2 separate regions of the Ovis aries genome follow, and region 2 is linked to region 1. Evidence: chromatin contacts called from public Hi-C data. All regions are on one chromosome and are shown on one strand. Each heading gives the region's core, a stretch centred on a gene start, on an enhancer-like site or on the middle of the called end of the contact. The rest is flanking DNA. Distances are from core to core; before and after follow the strand shown.

Region 1 (7,311 bases), core at 3,042-5,541:
TCTGAGGATCAGATGATATTCACATATAAATAATTTGCTCACTTTTCATTCATAATTTCTTCAACCAACCCCCTATTGATAAGTGTCTCATTTGTTTCCAGGTTTCGGTTTTATTCCAAATAATCCACCAACCACAGCATATAGCATTTTCATTTTTTTATTGCTGTTGTCATACCTTTGGGATACATTTTTAAAAGAAAGATTGTTCAAGAAAAGCACAAACGTACTTATACTTTTGCCAGATCAGGGGCATACTTTTAAATATTACTCTTGCCAAGAAAATGTAGGAATTTAAAAGAAGATCTTGTTGTTACAGAGAAAGAAAAAAACTGTTTAAATGAAATGCTCATATTTATCAGCAATATTTTATTAGTGGAATTTAAATTATTAAACATATGCATTGTCTCTGATATAATATAAATACAGTACAAAAATTTTAACAACATATGCTGAGTGGGGATGGATGGATAGATGAACAGAGAGAATTTTCCCCCTCCGAGGAGAACATTTCTGATATAATTAATGTACTAGCTTTTAATTCAGTCAAAAACGTTACTTTATTATCTTTTAAATGACACAACAGAAATTGAAGTAAGTTAGCAGGATCTACATAATAGCATTTGTAACATTTTTTGAAGTATTGGTAAATCTTCAAATTTGTCTCCTTGGGCCTAAAATATAATCTAATTTTTAAATACAAAATTAAATATATTTGCTGGTCCTTTTTATGATCCTATATGTTAAAAAATATGATTATATTGTCTCATGTTTTTCAGTCACAATCATCTTCTGTAATCAGGGAGAGCAACCCCAAGAACTGAGTGAGTCATATTTGCTTTTATATCTTATGCACAGCAAGAATTTAACCTCATAAACAAGTAGTTGAATAGCATATTTAAAACAATAGATTCACATTTGAATAGCAGCTACTTATGTATTAAAAAATACACAAATAAAAAATGTAACATGTAAGAACCGGTGGATAAATCACTAATGGTTGGCTTGCCTGTGTTACCATGTTGTCCTTTAGATATAACCATAAGGACATTCACAAGATGACATCCAGAAAAAAAAAAGAAGAAGCTGGTTAAAACTGCTTCTTAATTTTCAGTCTTCTATTGGCAAAGAGAAGTCTTGGCATCTTCTTGTTCTTTTCCTTCTTCAAGGCTAAGATCAACAAAATAAAAATAAACATCATATGTCCCCAGTCTGTAGACTCATTGTAAATCACCATTTCTGACATGCTTACAAACCCACCTCGTCTTACTTTTAACGAGTATAAAGTCAGGTTTACTCACTATCCACTAAGTTAATAACATTCTACCTTTAAAATATCAGGACACAGCTACTGCCTACTGTAGTTAGCCTGTGTAAGCATTTAGACAAAACTGATCAGTACTGAAGTGCTATGTATGTAGTAGTCTAGAAATGGCAATATGCTATTAGTAAAATGGGTACATAAAATAATTTTGTTTATGAATTATGTATAAAGTTAGTTTAAAAACTGAATAAGAAAAAAACCCAAAACATTACCTTTTACACAAGTACGTTTGCAGTCCTTCAAGTTGACAAAATTATTGTCATTCCCTCCACAGCCAGTATAGGTGAAGGCCTCACAGGCTTTGTGTCTTGGGTTAAAATAATAGCGAGTGACATTAGCAGAACACAGCCCCTCATCTTTTGGGCTGTAGCAAAATGCTGGAGCTTAATGGAAAAGAAAATAAAATTAGAAATGCAGTAATACTGGAAATAATAAGCTGTGCTGATTACTGAAGTAAGTGAAAAAACATCTAATCCCATAGAAGCTTCTTGCTGAATCCAAAATATTATACTAAGCCATTTAAAAAGTGTGCCTTACATTTCAAACACATAGTTTGTTCATTATAAATTCTTATGGAGTAGATAGAATTTCAAGCTATATCCTTGTATCATTTGAATGTGTAAAGAAATTAAACCCCCAAATCATGTATGGTCAGGTAAAAATGAGCTGTGTTTCAAGAGAAATATGTGACATGCTTTGGCACACTCTTTTGTGTTGGTAGTTTTAATTTCAATGTTTCTATCAGCTCTCCTTCCATTATTAATCAAGAATACATATAGCTAATTCCCAGGTAGCCACTGGAACACTTACATTTACATAAACAATTTAAGAGAACACCAGCAACAAGCAACTCCTCATTAATTCAAGATTTTGCATACTCAACACAGTATAGCTACAGAGGTTTATCAGAGACCGCCAAAGCAAATTTTCCTTGTTTGTTGAACTTATCTATGTGTACATGTCTCTGCTGTGCCTACGGAAAATGCTGGACTGCCTCTACAAACACTGCCCACTACCCAAGTAACCCATCATTTTAGGGATTGCATGGGCTATGTAGGTAAAACATGGGGAGGAGAGATCAATTTGTGCTACAATATGTAATTACTAAAGAACACAGAAATCTAATGAAAAAGTTTAGAAAACTTCAGGTTTCACCAGCTTAAGTCTCTCTCTGTCTCACACTATCTCATATATATACCTGATTTCATACATGTGATTCATCAATGAACACTGTAGTGTTTTTTTTTTTATGTGCAAGTTAAATAGATGAGAAATAGTTCTAAAGAAACAATGCAAAAGAGGAAGTAAAAGCTTGAATCAGAGCTTCGTCACTTTCCAGCCCTGAGAACTTGGCAAGTTATTAAACTTCTAGCTCGCACTCTCACAAATTCATGCAAACCAGCTTAATTTCGTATCAATTATTAATGTTTTCACCCTAAAGTCTAAATAAAGAAATGAAGTACAGACACCACAAAGAGAGTATTTACCTCTCTTTGGCGCACAGAAGTCCATACACGAAGCTTTATCTGGGAACCGGTTCTCATCGCTGTGACACCCGCCAGATATGAACTTTTCACAGGTCATAGAACTTAGATTGAAGAAATACTGTTCTCTGAGCTCCCCACACTGCTTCTTATTCACTTTTAACCGGCAAATTTTGGGAACTTCTAGGAAAACGAGGGCATAAAACAATGTTAGTCAAAAATCAGCCTTCTTACTCTTCCTTTAAAACTTAACTGTATTTTCAGAAGCCACTGGTGGTGGCCAGGGGTAGAGTGGTGATGGGGGTGGGAGGCATGATATTTAGCGCTGGGCTAGTAAACGCCCAAAAGATTGCCCATTAGTCCAGCAACAACAAGATTTTGTATCCTTGGGTCCAGCATTCCGCAGATGCAACCAACCCAGAGAGAAAATATTCAGGAAAAAATAATTCCTGAAAGTTCATTAAAAAAAACACACAAAAAAACAAAGTTTGAATTTGTCCTATGCTGGTAGGGAGTCTAGAGATAAATTAAAGTATAAGGGAGAATATGCACAGGTTATATGCAAATGCTGTGGATTTTGGCATCAGAGAGTTGGGGTCTTGGAACCAGTCACCACAGACACTGAGAGACAACTCTATTCAGCTTTTGATTTTTTTAACAGTGTCTCCAGACCCGATACAGCTGTGATAAATTTTTCATGCTTACTGGAAAGATTCTTCTCTCAGAGTGTTCTGATTGTTTCAATGTATGAAATTAATCAAACTTATTCATAGGAATACACATTTTTCCCTGGCTCAGTTCCTTTAACAGCTGAGCCCCGTGTTCTATTACAGGCCTTCACAGAGACAGTAAACATAATTAAAATTGCAAACAGCATTGTGAATCTCTCTATTTTTTATATCTCTATACCAACCCAAGATCTCTTTGGGTATCAAGGGATAAAAGTAAGGTTATAATTAGCTAAATTCAGACGTTAATAACAAAATCCACTGAAAGTATTTCAGATCGCTACACAGTGGACAAGAGGAAAATGCCCTCTCAAGAAGGCATAAAAACCATAGGTTTAGAACTAATGATAAATACAGACAGGCACTTATGTTGCACCTAATACATGACACTCTTGCATCCTTAAGCCTTAGGTGAAATCTTTCCGGAGTCTGCACACACACTGAATTATGATAAATGCCAGTTAAGGGACAGGAAATGTTTGTCGTTGGAAGTTTCATGATCACTTTTAGTCAACTGAAAAGCAATAAGCCAAACAGGATCCGAGAAAATCAAGGATGAAACTTACTATGGGATGTGAAAAATAAGCTCATTTCCCACTTAGCCCTTCTCTGCCGCAGTACTGGAGTTCTGGGAGTGGGAGCGAGCACTTACTCTCAATCTTCCAGCATGCTTCGTTGCAGGCCTCCAAAGTTTCAAAATTGTTGGCATTGCCCTCGCAGCCTCCGTACATGAATTCGCGGCAGCTCTGCGTGTACCTGTCGTAGTAGTAACTGGGGATCCGCGCCCGGCAGGGCCCGTCGTCCAGGGGCAGGAGGCAGATTTCCGCGTTATTTCCTACAGGAGGGGTAGGAGAACCAGAGGCAGAGGAGGAGGTCAGCCGCATCTCGGTGGAGGGAGGGCTTCCCCCAGGGTGGTGGGGGTGGGGAGGTTTGTCCCAGCAGCTTCCCAGCCCAGCAGAAGGGCCTTACAGAGACAGGAAGTGCAAACTTGCGGTGCACGACAGGAATTAGGGGGAAGGAGGGCGCAGAGAGCGGGTGCAGGGGTCCGCGGAACTCCTGCCGCCTGGCCAGGGCGAAAAGGGGTCCCCTGAGCGCGGGTTGGTGGGGTACCTGGCGGCGCCTGCGGGGCATCACCCAGCGCAGTTCCCACGAGGAGCAGCGACAGAAGCATCAGCCAGAGGGGGCGAACCGAGTCCATGGTGTCCGGATTCAGACGGTGCCGGCGAGAGGAGCGGAGGAGGGTGCACAGCGTCCAGCCTCCAAGCGGTCTGGATTCCAGCGCGGTGGGTGCCGCTGCTTTTGTAGGGTTAGCGGCCCTCAGAGACGGGACAGGGCGGAGCGCGCCTTCGTGGAGCCTGGAGGGGAGGCTGATTCATGCCCCGTGAGCTCTGTGACCCGGCCGCCTCCCTGCGCTGGAAAGTGTGTGCGGGGGAGAGGAATTCCCCGCCAAGCTGAACCTGGCCCCAAACTTTCTCCCGTGGCTCTTCGGGGATGACCCAGATGAAGCATTGTGTCAGAGATGGGAAGTCGACAAGCTTGAGGGAAATGACCTGGGTGTGATTGCACAAGGTTCCAGCTTGCAGCATCACGCCGAGGCCTGAATCCACACTTTGAAAGCACAAAGTCTGTGTCTTTGGCAGGTAGAAAGTGTGAAACTCCTAGGGCCCAAGGAAGCGGGGCTTATTACATTAGATCCTTTCATTAGATTAGAAATGTAAGCATATGCGTATCTATTTACCTTTAGACATAGATATGGGCTTCCCTGGCGGCTCAGATGGTAAAGAATCTCCCTGCAGTGAGGAGTCCCAGGTTCAATCCCTGGGTAGGGAAGATCCCTTGGAGGAGGGAATAGCAACCCACTCTATTCTTGCCTGGAGAATTCCATGGACAAAGGAGCCTGGCAGGCTTCAGTCTGAGCGACTAACACTTTCAACCACATATTTCAGTAGAGGTCTGATTTACATTTCATGGGCTCATAATATGTCCAAGTGTATAGCTGGGTCAATTTTGGCAATTATATATTCCTTTGTAATCACCACTCCAATCCAGAATTAGAACATTGTCATCACCCCAGAACATTCTCTTATACCCTTTCCCAGTCCATCCTTCAACCTGAGGCCAGGGACAATAGCTCTTCTGATCAGCATAAATTAGATTTCCCTGTTCTAAATCTCATGCAAACAGAATCATAAAATCTGTACTGTTTTGTACTTCACTTTACTGGTTTTAAGACACACTTATGCTGCTGTAGGGGCTTTCCCTCGTGGCTCAAATGGTAAAGAATCTGCCTGCAATGTGGGAGATGCAGGTTCAATCCCTGGATTGGGAAGATCCCCTAGAGAAGGGAATGGCAACCCACTCCAGTATTCTTGCCTGGAGAACCCCACGGACAGAGGAGCCTGGCGAGTCACAGTCCATGGGGTCCCAAAGAGTCGGACACGACTGAGCGACTAACACACACACTCACATGCTGTCTTAGAGTGTGTTCCTTGTAAATGTTGAGTAGTCTTGCAATGTATGAGTATACAGTGAATGTCCTATTACTGGACATTTGTATTATTTCTAGTTTGGGGCTACTGCTATGAATAAAGCTGCTTTGTGTATGCAAACAACTTTTATTACTCTCAAGTAAAATATTTTAAAATGTTAGAAACTGCCAATCAGTTTTCCAAAATGATTCTCCACCCCTATCAGCCGTGTTTTTGAGTCATAACTGTGTTTTTGGACCCGAAACAGGAAAATCCAAAGAGCAGTAGCCTTGGGGGATGTGGCGAGTAGGTCCTGAAGCTTTGACCAAATCAGCTGCTTCCCATACATTTCTCAGGGTCAGTTTGTCTATTACCATTCATTGGTACTTTGACATAATAGTGTGAGCCTAGTCTTTGGTTTATACAAAACAAATGATCTACACTGGGATTTTATATGAAATGTTAAGGATATTTTTGGAGAATATTTTAATGGGCTCTCTTGATGACTGTGTCTTTCCTTCCTCCACCTTTTCCTCTTGCTCTATTTAATATTCTTAAGAAAGTAACTATTCCTGGCTTCTTCTGAAGATACTGAAGGGAATTTACAAGAGTTCTTTCCAGTTTCGGAAAATCTCTCTGCTCAAGGTGAGTTAGTAATCTGGGATATTTCCACATATAATGCCTAGGGCCAGTTTTCAGTTTTCCTGGTGTCATGGCAAAGGACTATATTCCTAGGAAAACTAGCCTGGTCTGGAAATACTCTGTGTCTCTTTTGCTGTCAGATTGCTGGATATCTGTGGTTAAGAGTGACAGGGTTATAAGGATAAAGGTTGAACAACCAGTTTGCCAGGAAGGAAAAATGAAATGGGGGAGGGGTGTGTTGGGTTGAATATGTTACTGATTTCCATGGCGTAAATGCTCCCAGTTATGGCTGATTCCAAACCACCAGAGTTGGGAATGGATGAATACAGTCGCGTTCACCAGAGCCAATGTGAGCTAGCTCCAGCAAGTCAAACACTGAGGCAGCCAGTTGGTTTTGGAAAGATATACTCCTCTGAGAATCAGATTAGATCTTCCCAATACCTCCCAAATACTAATAGGGGAGGGAAATTTCACCAGACATTTAGCCAGGATCATGTTGAGATAATCACTTCATGGCAAATAGATGGGGAAGCAATGGAAACAGTGACAGACTATTTTCTTGGGCTCCAAAATCACTGCAGATGGTGACTGCAGCCATGAAATTAAAAGAGGCTTGCTCCTTGGAAGTAAAGCTATGACAAACCTAGACAGAGTATTAAGAAGCAGAG
Region 2 (7,311 bases), core at 3,172-5,671, 340 kb after region 1:
TACGGATTCAGGTTTAATTTACATCACTGAGAAAGAATGTGGTCCAGAGGGAGAGAAACAGAAATGAGCAAAAGGTAATAGAGACAGGAAAAGAGGGCAAAACCAGTCTCCAGACAAGGTAGAGAATCAGGACAGAGTCATTTTATAGAAACTCTGAGAGGAAGGTACTCCGGGAATAGGAAGCTGTTAATGGTATCAAGCAAAGCTGTTTTCTTTTCTAAAACATATGTGGACTATAATGCCTAATACACATGACTATGTTGAGGGCTACAGGGGATATGTGACAATTCCTAAAACAATGCCAGGGACAAGATGGCCCCTGAATAATTGTTTCGAAATCAAATACAGTGAAAATGGAGATGAGAAGGGCAGCTCTGTTAGTTAGGAGGCAGATGGAGATGACCACCGCTAGAAGGGCTTCATTGGAAAGAAGGGGACTGAAGCTAACTTTCTATGGGATTGAGTAGCCATTCCCTTCTCTAGCGGATCTTCCCAGCCCAGAGATTGAAACCGGGTCTCCTGTGTTGTAGGCAGAATCTTCTCCATCTGAGCCACCAGGGAAGCCCACCTATGGGATAAGCAGTGAAAATGGAGTGAGAAAATAGAACTCAAAAGCATACTTTTCTTTTAAGAACTGTACTGATGAAGGAGGTTGGGGTCCTCGGAGAGAGGCAGACTTGAGTGGGAAATGTTTGGTTGCAGGAACGTTGAGCATGTATGTGTCAGAGGCAAAGAAGCCAAGAGGGAAAGAAATATTAGACCGATAGGAGGACAGAAAAGAGATTTGGAGAGAGCTGTACATTTAATGGAAAATTAAGGGAAGTTACAAGAGTTCTGTCTTTTCCACAGGGTGGAAAGTTCCCTGATAACAGTGAGGGTGGCTTGGGGGTTTAAGAGGAGTCGTACATGCGTAAAGTAGCCACGATGAGACTGGGAGTTTGTTAAGGGGTAGGTAAAATCAGATCATTAAACTGCTTAATTTAAATTAAATGCAATTTCAATTCATTAGTAGTTTATCACTATCTGCCACTCCAGTCTTGTCCATCTGACCCCAAGTCTTGTAACCCACAGGGCTACCCCTTCATCACCGAGGGGCCGTTCGTCCTGCTAAAGAAGGGGCATGAGTCAGGTGACCATCTCTTCTTGATTAGAACCTTCCCCGCCAGGCCAAAGTGGCAATGGGGCAGAGCCCCTGGCACTGGGAGCTGGTTCCTTTTGCCCACAGGACTGAACCAAGCAGATGAATCTCCAGAGGGTCAAGCCAAGTGAAGGCTAGCTAACCTTACCTGGATTCAGGGGATAATTTTTTAAAAGGTCATCTTCACTTAAATAACATAATCTAACCCTAGTGTTTTGAATATGATGCACCTAGCCTCCCAAAGATGATACAGGGACTCTGACTCGAGGCTTTACCAAGTCTTTCTAACCTTAATAACAGGAAAGTAATTTTCATGGGCTTTCTAGGTGGTGCTAATGGTAAAGAACCTGCCTGCCAATGCAGGGTACTTAAGAGATGTGGATTCAAACTCTGGGTCGGGAAGATCCCTGGGGGACGGCATGGCTACCCACTCCACTATCCTTGTCTGGAGAGTCCCATGGATAGAGGAACCTGGAGGGCTGCAGTTCATAGCGTCGTGAAGAGTCCCTGAAGTGACGGCACGCACTCACAATTCTCACATGCTTTGCCCCCTCCAAGTCGTTTCAGCGTTCAGGAAAAAACTCTGCCAGGGGAGTCAGGGTCCTCAGCTCTTCTCTTTCTGTAGTAACTTCCTTACTACCCACATCTCCCGATCAATTGCAATCAGGGACCTTTATGGAACAGACTTCATTGAATCCTTGACTTCTGAAATAAGATAGGTCCATAAAGAGAATATGACCTGCAAGAATGTTACTAGTTTCAGATCTGTCCAAAGACTAACCCCAGATTCTGTTTCTCCACAGTTTTTCAGAATTTTAAATGGATTTAAATGGCTGGTTCATAAGCAATGAATTATACAAGTTGTTCTTTAGTGACACTGGCCTAGGATTTATTGGTTAAGAATGTCTTTATTGTATTCAAGTGGATATAAAAAAATAAGTTTTACTATCATGTAAGAAAAGTTCCTGGCAAAGGAAATTTGCATAATCTTTAGGAAAGGCTGCATATAATCAAAAATAGGTATTTATCATAATTCTTACTGGCAAGCACCTAAAATTAAATCCTGCGGAGTTAGTAATGATGTTAAAACCCATAATATTCTTCAATTATTAGAATAATATTTTACCTTTAGCAAATGCATTACAAGTTTCAAAACACTTCAATTCACATTAGTTCACTTTTAATGCCCGCATAGTTCTTGCCCTAATCTCATTTTCAGTTGGCCCAGAAATTGATTTATTTATGCTACTTAGCCCTTGGGATTAATCAACCCTCCAGCTGTTTTGAATTTACCTAAATAAATAGAGCTTTCCCGATACAATTAGTTCAGATCATATGAAATAACAGGGGATTGAACATGAAAAGTGCATGTCTTCCTAGGAAATGTCAGATTTTTTCTGTAGTCTAGCCTAGTCAATGTTAGCCTCCTGTCACAGCCCATTTAGCATTTATAATATACGCATAACAGCAAACGATGCTGTTATCACAACTCCTAATCAGATAAATTTTACTTAATATTGATTGGATTTAGGATTTTTGAAGATGGTGTAAGAATTTGCTACTATATTGCTGAATCCACTGGCCAGAACAGAATCCTACAACAGGGCTTTCATGTGCACTGAACCATAAGCAAGTATCAGTTCCGCTAAACCAACTATCACAGCCCATAGCCGCCTCTGGCTGTGGGTAACTTATGGCATGGACTCCCTTCTGTAAGTCCCAGGTCATCTGAGCTGGACCTGTAACATGTGCTCAGCATTTGTTTCCTAACTCAGAAATGTTCCAGTGTGATGATGCAACTCTCCTGTGGTCCATCCAGAACATTCTGTGTGTATCCTCAAAAGAGATAGATGGAAACTTTGGCACATGCATTTGACTCATGATGTGTCTCAACACTCTGGACTGGAGGGGGGGCTGCCTGCTTCCTATTAGGTCAGAATTCTTGGAGCTGTACCAGTGAGGGAGTTCCATTTTGTTGGAAATTACTGACTATACTTAGGATCAAAACTGAAAATGGCTTCTCTCCACTGCATGGAAAAGTGGGCGTAAACATTTCCACCGACCGAGTGCCTTGGAATGCTTCCAATAGCTTCACACCCAGTCTTACAGAGCAGAATGCTAGAAAATGGCATGCATTACGATGTAAAGCATTTAATTTTCTTTTTTTTAAATTTTGACCACACCTCATGGCATGCAAGATCTTACTTCCCTACCAAGGATCAGACCCTCACCCTCTGCAGTGGAAGTGCAGAGTCTTAACCACTGGACTGCCGGGGAAGTCCCTTTTAAAACTAATCTTTTAAAATAATATAAAGCATTTAAATAATCATTTAAAAATAACTTTTTACAAGTGGTTATATGAATATCGAGTTTATTGACAAACTATGCATTTCATTTCAAAAATTATTTTAATTTTTAAAATTCTGAACAGTCTGTTATCCAAAAGACCTTTAGACAACTTAATAGTGACAGCGATTTCATCTCTTGCCCTGTTGGAGTAGCTGAATTCTTACAAACACTCTATGTCTATACTATGAAGACATGTACACACACGTGCATGTTCACACACACATGGAGATTCTTGGGATAGCATTTCCCTCAGCCTTATTTTTCTCCATAAGACAAATATCAAATTTTAAATAAATGTAGGACATGGAAGGTAATTATTTTGCGATTTTCTTTGTAGTCCCTGGCATAATTTTTGTAAACAATCTAAGGTCCCACCTAAAATACATTTATTTTTAATTTAACCATTTGCTTCTAGCCAGTTCAGATTGAATTATTAACAATTTTCCCTCTTTATTTAAACTTACTTGATAATAAAATGTCACTTTGCTGTCTCATTAAAAAAATTTTTTTTTTTAATAACAGCACATGAAGGTGAAGCTCCTGTTGCAGAGAGTTTCAGAAAAACAGGTCAGGTCAACACACTGATACATCATTTCCCAGGACCTAATGAGAAAACTTGTAACAAACAGGGAAAGTAAGCCTAAGAGACACAGACGAGTCACCACCATCCCCCAGAAATCCCCGAGAGGACCACGGAAGCACTGCCGGCCTCCGATGCACAGCCTGCCCCCACCTCAGCACCACTGCCCTTCGCTCTTTTGCAGCCGAAGTGGAAGAAGCTTCCTGTTCAAACCCCATGTGGAGACAGTTGCCTGATCTCTAGAGCAATGATGAAAAAATAGGAAAGCAAGTTGACTCCACTGCAAGTTAACCACCAGAAGAAATCCTTCTGTGATGATGAATCATCCTTCTGTGTTGGTGAATCATCCTTCTGCTATTGAACCTTCCTGTCTTTAAGAAATTCTGTCTGCGTCACTCCAAAGTGAGATCCAGACAGCTCTGTCTTGCATAATGAAACAAAAAGAAAATTACAGGGAACACAAGACACTCCTGTTGAGTTTAACGTGTTAAGATAAATCTGAAGTGGTGCTATTTGGTCAAATTCCTTGTAATATAAACAAGCAATTTGGAAAGAGCATTTGTTTTCACCAAAATCCTGTTTTGCACAGGATCTGTTTACAATGAACTTTTCAAAACTCAGTTTGTTGGATAAAATATTGTTCAAAGTTGATGGAATTTCAGCTGGAGACTGATCATCATTTTGCTACACGGAGACTTTTGGCTAATAGCTTTACTGAGATATAAGTCACATACTATACAATTCATCCATTTAAAGGGTACAATTTAATGGTTTTAGTATCTTCACAGCTGTCCAATAATAACCACAGTAAGAAATTTTCATTACCCAAAAAGAAATGTCTTAGCCTTTATCTACCACCCTCACAATCATCTCCCAGCAACCCTTAAACCCAGCCCCCAGCCCCAGCCAAGCATTCATCTACTTTCTGCCTCTATAAATTTGCCTATTTTGAGCATTTCATATAAATCAAATATTATAACAGCTGGTAGTTTGTGACTGTCCTCTTTCCTTAGCACATTTTCAAGTTTTATCCGTGTTATAACATGTATCAGTACTTTATTCTTTTCATGCCAAATAATATTCCATTGTATGAATATTCCACATTTTATGTAACTATTCAGTAGTTAATGGACATTTAGATTGTTTCCACCCTTTTACTATTATGAATAATGACTACAATGATTATTCTTGTACAACTTTTTGTGGGAACATGTTTTTATTTCTCTTGGTTGTATCAGTTCAGTTCAGTCAGTTCAGTCGCTCAGTCATGTCCGACTCCTTGCGACCCCATGAATCACAGCACTCCAGGCCTCCCTGTCCATCACCTTCTCCTGGAGTTCACTCAGACTCATGTCCATCAAGTCCGTGATGCCATCCAGCCATCTCATCCTCGGTTGTCCCCTTCTCCTCCTGCCTCCAATCCCTCCCAGCATCAGAGTCTTTTCCAATGAGTCAACTCTTCACATGAGGTGGCCAAAGTACCGGAGCTTCAGCTTTAGCATCATTCCTTCCAAAGAAATCCCAGGGCTGATCTCCTTCAGAATGGACTGGTTGGATCTCCTTGCAGTCCAAGGGACTCTCAAGAGTCTTCTCCAACACCACAGTTCAAAAGCATCAATTCTTTGGCACTCAGCCTTCTTCACAGTCCAACTCTCACATCCACACATGACCACAGGAAAAACCATAGCCTTGACTAGACGGACCTTTGTTGGCAAAGTAATGTCTCTGCTTTTGAATATGCTCTCTAGGTTGGTCATAACTTTTCTTCCAAGGAGTAAGCATCTTTTAATTTCATGAGTTGGTTGTATAACTAGGAATTAAATTACTGAATCGAAAGGTGTTGTTTACCTTTGTGAGGAATAGCCAGAATACTTTTCAAAGGGGCTACAGAATCTTACATTACATGTAGCTTTAATTTATCAGAATTTGACCTTGTTATTAACTGTTGCTTCAGTATTTTGAACTGGTACTTAGTCTAACATATATTATGGAGCAGGAAATGGCAACCTGCTCCAGTATTCTTGCCTGGAGAATCCCATGGACGGAGAAGCTTGGTGGGCTATAATCCAAAGGGTCTCAAAGAGTCAGACACGAGTAAGCATGAGCACAAGAGCCCTAGAAAAATCCTATAAACTCTCACTTTTAGTAAATTCATTTTTTGGGGGTGCTCATTTTAAAAGCTTTTTTCCCTGATTTCCTGAACTCATAAATATTAGAAGAAAGCTATCAATAGAAAATTGGTGAGAGTTTCTGGAGCCCAGATTATCAATGGCAGCAAGAAAAGACAACTATATGCCTCACAGTGAGCAAAGAAACTGAACACCAGCCGTAAAAGAAGACCTATTCTCAGTGAGAACTGTTTAATTTCAGGGAAGAAGTCCTTACAGACATGTAATTACTCTAAGATGTCACTGTATTGTATTAATATCGTGGTACAATTATTAATACTTACTTTTTAGTAATTAAAAAGGGATTTAATTATACCATTAAGAAAAATGTGGAAGTTTTCAATAACACATTTAAGGGTTACATCCAAAATGATGTGATTTTTTTAAAGCTCATCTGTTAAAATCATAGACTCTCAGGGCTGAATTAGACTTTCATGATCTTAGGGCTTCCCAGGTGGTAAAGAATCCTCCTGCTAATGCAGGAGACTCAAGTTTGATCTCTGAGTCCAGGAGATTCCCCAGGAGAAGGGCATGGCAACCCACTCCAGTATTCTTGCCTGGAAAATTCCCTGGACAGAGGAGCCTAGTAAGTAGGCTGCAGTCCATGGGCTTGCAAGAGTTGGACACAACGGAGCAACTAAAGAAAACTAGAGATACCAAGGGAACATTTCATGAAAAGATGGGCTTGATAAAGCACAGAAATGGTATGGACCTAACAGAAGCAGAAGATATTAAGAAGAGGTGGCAAGAATACGCAGAAGAACTGTACAAAAAAGATCTTCATGACCTGGATAATCATGATGGTATGATCTCTAATCTAGAGCCAGACATCCTGGAATGTGAAGTCAAGTGGGCCTTAGGAAGCATCACTATGAACAAAGCTAGTGCAGGTGATGGGATCCCAGTGGAGCTGTTTCAAATCCTGAAAGATGATGCTGTGAAAGTGCTGCACTCAATATGCCAGCAAATTTGGAAAACTCAGCAGTGGTGACAGGACGGAAAAGGTCAGTTTTCATTCCAATCCCAAAGAAAGGCAATGCCAAAGAATGCTCAAACTACCACACAATTGCACTCAT

Evidence for each region. Hi-C and Micro-C count contacts between places; a contact is called where the count stands out from the background.
Region 2: a contact with region 1 is called in a Hi-C map of skin fibroblasts, with 2.6 times the contacts expected there. The contact joins the enhancer-like site here to the promoter of GNGT1 in region 1. A contact is called at or near these places in 2 of 16 Hi-C or Micro-C datasets (skin fibroblasts and tail adipose tissue).

The regions. Positions count from the first base shown.
Region 1 is chr4:11,979,503-11,986,813 of ARS-UI_Ramb_v3.0, forward strand. It overlaps GNGT1 (G protein subunit gamma transducin 1), which reads left to right and starts at 4,292. Exons shown (of 4, transcript XM_060414461.1): 1 at 4,292-4,406. It overlaps TFPI2 (tissue factor pathway inhibitor 2), which reads right to left and starts at 4,809. Exons shown (of 5, transcript XM_004007722.5): 1 at 4,644-4,809; 2 at 4,186-4,368; 3 at 2,809-2,988; 4 at 1,534-1,704; 5 at 142-1,167. The coding sequence starts at 4,731. The coding sequence ends at 1,088.
Region 2 is chr4:12,316,655-12,323,965 of ARS-UI_Ramb_v3.0, forward strand. No RefSeq gene overlaps it. Among named protein-coding and RNA genes, the nearest start is that of BET1, 200 kb to the left of the region's middle. Within about 2 kb of position 4,422, at least 3 of the 54 cell types and tissues checked have an H3K27ac peak or open chromatin away from gene starts, as enhancers often do.